Regions from separate parts of the Zea mays genome. Here region 2 is linked to region 1. The links are chromatin contacts, called in public Hi-C maps. All regions are on one chromosome and are shown on one strand. Each heading gives the region's core, a stretch centred on a gene start, on an enhancer-like site or on the middle of the called end of the contact. The rest is flanking DNA. Distances are from core to core; before and after follow the strand shown.

Region 1 (2,596 bases), core at 47-2,546:
TTGTTTTAGACTTCAGAACTTATGTATAATACTTATGTTTCTGTTTGATACTTATGTGAGAGCTTGCGACGTTTGAGACTTATGTTTGTGTTTAATACTTGTGTTGAACACTTATGTTTGTGATGAATATTTATGTTTGTGGTCACGGTTTTATGTTTGTGTTGGCTATTTATGTCTGTGATGATATCTGTGATGTATATATGTGATATATATGTGATATCTTCTGTTTGTGTGGATGGAAAACAAAAATCAAATAAAAAAGGTACATACTGGTCACTTTGCCGAGTGTAACACTCGGCAAAGAGGCTCTTTGCCGAGTGTCTGGGTCAAAACACTCGGCAAAGAGCACAGACCTGGGCACCGGCTTAGGTTCTTTGCCGAGTGTTATGTCGCTGACACTCGGCAAAGAGGTCGGCTTTGCCGAGTGCCAACTGGGACACTCGGCAAAGAGCCTGACACGGGGACCCTCCCTGGCGGGCTCTTTGCCGAGTGTACCAAACGGCACTCGGCAAAGAAGGCGGCTTTGCCGAGTGCGACCAGGAGGACACTCGGCAAAGATATCTTCGTTGCCGAGTGTCAACGGTGACACTTGGCAAAGCCGCCGTCTCCGTCAACCGGCGCCGTAACGGTCGCTTTTCTTTGCCGAGTGCTCCCTGACACTCGGCAAAGATCTTCGCCGAGTGCCCGAGAAAAAGTACTCGGCAAAGAAGTCTTTGCCGATGCACTGTTTGCCGAGCCTTCTTTGCCGAGTGTTTTTAGGGCTTCGCCGAGTGCTTCCGGCACTCGGCGAAGATATTGATTCCGGCAGTGACATGTATAAAATTATTTATCATTAATATCAGTTTTATCCCATAACATTTTCTCGATATATAAAGTAGTCAAAATTGTAACTAAGTGTGACATGTTTTGAGCCTTACTTTACAAAGTTAATCTTACGATGGCAAAAGTGCGAAGCACGAAGCAGCACTTCGTTTGGAGTCCAAAAAACTATTTTTCTCACATCTAAACCTTACCCATCATTTGTTTCTATCTTTTCTTTCCTATCTGTTGCTTCTTTCTTCTGTGCTTTTATATTTGCTTAAAAGTTATCTTTAACTATTTTAAACTCCACTCTACAAATAGTATTGTATTGTTCCAGGTTCTTTATTTTACTCTGTGTACGGGAGACAATCTAACGAGACACCGACCAGGAGGGCGGGCGCAACCGGCGCGGCACCAACCGGGACGGGCGTGGCCGCGTGGGGCTATCGCGGCTGCTGTCCAAGGCAGACGCGTGCGCGGGGGTCCTGAAGCGCGGCCAGTGCAAGCGCGCATGGCAGCTGGGGCGGGCGCGGCGGCGTGAGACGAGACCGGCGGAGACAGTGGCAGTGGCGAGCGTGCGGCCGACCGGCAAGGGCCACGCGGGGCTGGCTGCCAAGGGCGGACGCGCGACCGGCCGGGGGCGAGGCGAGGTAGGTCGATGGTGTTTGACTAAAACAATTTAGATTCGAATCTAATAAATCCAAAGACTGTGTAAAGTATCTAAATTAAACCGCTCGTCTCTTTCTATGCCTCTCGCTTTCATGGTCACATCCTGCTGGTTTCCAGTTCCAGTCAGTAGTCATCTGAACTGATCGGTGATGCATTCCCCTTTCCCCCTGCACAGTTTCTCCGGGGGAGTTAATACCTAAGACGTACGCATGGAAATCTTTTTTTCTAATCCATCTATTTCTTTTTGTGGCATCAGATCCCCGGATCCCTCGCGCGTGCTGCTTAATTGGTCGTCGTGTACCGGTGTACGTCAATCCGCCGGGGCTACAGTTGCCAGGTGGCCTGCACCGCACTTGCTCAAATATTTGAATTAATTATACATTCTCGGAGCAGATAGGGTACTTCTGTGTGAGTGTGTCCATTATGCTATCTCCAACAAATTTATCTTAGCTCTTATTTTGAACTTTACTTTATAAACAATATATTTTATATGATCATATACATGATCTATTGATCACAAATTTAAACTGTTTTAACAATTCTATCTATACATCTAACTTTATTTGTATTTTCTAATATATTTTTCAATATGTCTTTAAAAGAACGGCTCCAATCATTTCTCCTATAGAGCCCCTATACATTGTCAGATTTAACATTTATTTATTATTATTATTTTAAATCTTAAAAAATATAATATTTGCACTGCCATAATAAACATTATTATGATGTCATGGAGCATAAATATAATTAATATTGCACAAAAGGCTTAATTAAAGTATATATGGAGCTCTCTCTTTATATAGAGAGAGTGTATAGGGTAGCTGTTGAAGAATTGTGCTCCCCTATATACATACGATTGAAGGGCATACATGCAACGTTCAAGTAATAAGATATCTTTGTTTCTGTTTATCTTTACCACTATATAATTCATCAGTTTAAACTTTATATAACCTACCGAATCAATTCACCCCACCCAAAATCTCCACTAAATCTATCAAACAAATTACACCCAGATTTAACACACCATCAAATTTAATGGATAATATTATATGAATCATCACTCATCCCTCATCCCCCGGACCTCTCCCTTCTTCGCATCCTCATCCCCCTCCTGTGCGACCCCGCT
Region 2 (2,596 bases), core at 68-2,567, 410 kb after region 1:
GGATTTGAGAGAAGGATGGTGTCATTATTAGATCCAATATGAAAAGTATCATGAGTCAATAAGTTATTATACAACCCCCCATGTACTTCGGACAACAGTGTTTTATTGGCATATCCAAAAGATGTGCTAGATTTGTTCAGAAGGCGTGATCCTGCCATCAGAGAAGTGTGCACGTGACGGCACGTAGGGCTGAGTGTAATGATTCATGTAGGAAATGGTGCCCTGATACGAAAACATCATATTAAGTGCCTCTAAGTAAACTTCTAGCAACACAACGCGTTTGCGTGGAAGAGGTGACCCCAGGATCACTTTCTCGGAACCCCCCTGACCAAACTACCTCTGGATTCGGGCAGACGCTCCAAGGGAGAACATAGTACTCTCCCAGATACTGAAGCCGAAATAGGGAGCGTGCACGGAGCAGGATGCACGGGATGAGTAAGAATGAGATTGATTTTGCACATTGTGAAACAATAAACAGTAAGGTTAGCAAACCTTAGCGCACACGAACGTCACACTGTCCAAAATCCGAAGCCAAGTCCCAAGTGCAAAACCACAGAACAAAGACAACTTCACGGTGGACAAAAAGCATGCAATCCCCAGAACTTCTGCTAGCCCCCTCTGCAGTGCCCACTGCCCCCCCCCCCCCAAATCCCAAGTGCATTTTGAAACGAAAGGGGCGTAGAGGAGAAGATCAGGAAGCAGGAAAGGACCTCAAATGCAAAATGCCAGCCAGGTACCTCGCGCTGGCTGCAGCCGCGGAAGAAGGCGGAGCGGCTGTTTGTTGGCTTTGGCTCCGGGTCGGGGGACTGCAGAGCGCGGAGGCGACTCGGCACTCAAGTAGAGGAGGAAGCAAGCGGCGACGCAGCGCGCCGACCGCCGAGGGCCAGGAAAAATATCGCCCACGTGACAGGCGGCGTGCGCCCCGCCTAGTGGCTAGCGCACGGGCGCCACACAATCGCTGCACCGGCCGCTGCCCGCATCACCAGCACGGCGGCCACCGCACATGGTGACATGGGGTGGTGGGCCGCGGGCGCCTCACCAGCAGCGTACCCGCACCGGCCCGCGACTGCGTTCGATCGGAGGCGAATATGCCGAGGCAAAAGGTGAGATGTGAGGCAAGGGCAAGTGGGGGCCTCGGGGCGGGCAGGCGGCACGAGGGCCGTCGGTTCGTCCCTGGGCCCAGCAGCGGAAAAGGGCCTAGAATTCGTGGTCTTCCCCGTGCGCGGCAGGGGCGCGGGGGAAGTGGTGGGGAGCGTGAGCCGTTGGTTCCGGAGGCGGGAAAAGGCGATGTGCGCCGGCGTCGGTTAGCGGCAGGCAGCCACGGAGGGCGGCGTGTCGGAGGGACACGAGGAAACGACGCCACATGTGCTGGGACGGACCCCCCACGATGGTTTGAACTTTTAATTATTTCTGCCCTCAAAAAGGTACTGCGATTTTATTTCTTTCTCCTACAAAAAGATAATAAATCCGGACGAAAATGCTCCACCAGAAAGAGTTTTATCTGCCAAATGTGGCGCTAAACCACACGAGGCGAGCATATGGCAGCGTCATAGGACTTTTATATAGGGTGTGTCAATAACAAAAATATATATATATACAATTCTATTGAATGCAGATATAATTTTATAGTAAATTTATTAAACAATTCGATAAATAGATATAAAGTTTAACATTGAACAATTAAGCACTGAAAAATATAGTGAATTAGAAATCAACAAGATAAAAATTAATAATAAAATATATATCCACATGTATTAATTAGTCAGGTGTTGTTTGTTGGATGAGGTGTGGCGGGCTAGCTGTTGGGAAGTTGGAACTTGGAAGCCGGGAGCTCCAGGCTCCAACGCACTGGCGCAGCCACACAACACAAGCAGTTGGGCACAGCGGCGACACTGGTGCGTCTCGGTGCCTGAGACTCACTGCAACGCATGCCTCTTCACCTTCCCTACGCTAAAATTGTTCATCGTTTAGGGGCTACAGTCTCCCCCTTCCTCGCGCAGCGGTGAGCGCTACCCTCTCCCCTTCCTCGCGACGCTCTTCTCTCTCACGCCAGATGCAGGGGTTCACTGTAGCCGCCCCCTCGCCTTCTTCGCGCGGAAGGAGCCGCCCGCGCCAGACACCGGAAACATCTCGCTCCACCTCACTCCGTCTCCACTCGTCCGCGGAAGGGCGATTTTTCGAGGCGACGCGGCGGCGGATCTCCCGTCGGCCGGTGGAGTCGGCACCGGCCCCGCTCGGGTGCGCAGAAGACGAAGTCGACGTCGTCAGCACGCAGTGCCGTTCGCGACCGAAGACGAAGAGGGGTAAAATCCGCTTCCGCCGAGGTTTCTCGCGACCGATTAGTTGGCTTCCGTCTCCGACCATCAACGGCGCCATCAGATCCAGACGGATCCCCTTCGATTCGACTTGGTGGGCAGTAAATCTCCCCTTCTTAAGGTATTTTGCTTTACAACTCCACGGCAAATCATTTTCTATTTCCCGATTGATTTACAACTCCAGTCGTATTTTGTTTGATTCGCCGTCTTGCGGCCCAGATCCATCCCTACTAGAGGTATAGCATCTTCTACCCCATCAAACGAAAACTTCAGTGAGGATA

The links. A called contact is a pair of places that touch in the nucleus more often than the background predicts.
Region 2: a Hi-C map of ear shows a contact between it and region 1, with 2.4 times the contacts expected there. The contact joins the promoter of LOC100125638 here to the enhancer-like site in region 1. A contact is called at or near these places in 3 of 25 Hi-C or Micro-C datasets (ear, leaf and tassel).

What each region holds. Positions count from the first base shown.
Region 1 is chr7:35,478,670-35,481,265 of Zm-B73-REFERENCE-NAM-5.0, forward strand. No RefSeq gene overlaps it. Among protein-coding and RNA genes, the nearest start is that of LOC100272837, 19 kb to the left of the region's middle. Within about 2 kb of position 1,297, at least 14 of the 20 cell types and tissues checked have an H3K27ac peak or open chromatin away from gene starts, as enhancers often do. A contact at or near this core is called in ear, leaf and tassel, where this site is marked.
Region 2 is chr7:35,893,618-35,896,213 of Zm-B73-REFERENCE-NAM-5.0, forward strand. It overlaps LOC100125638 (granule bound starch synthase IIa precursor), which reads right to left and starts at 1,318. Exons shown (of 14, transcript NM_001347904.1): 1 at 711-1,318.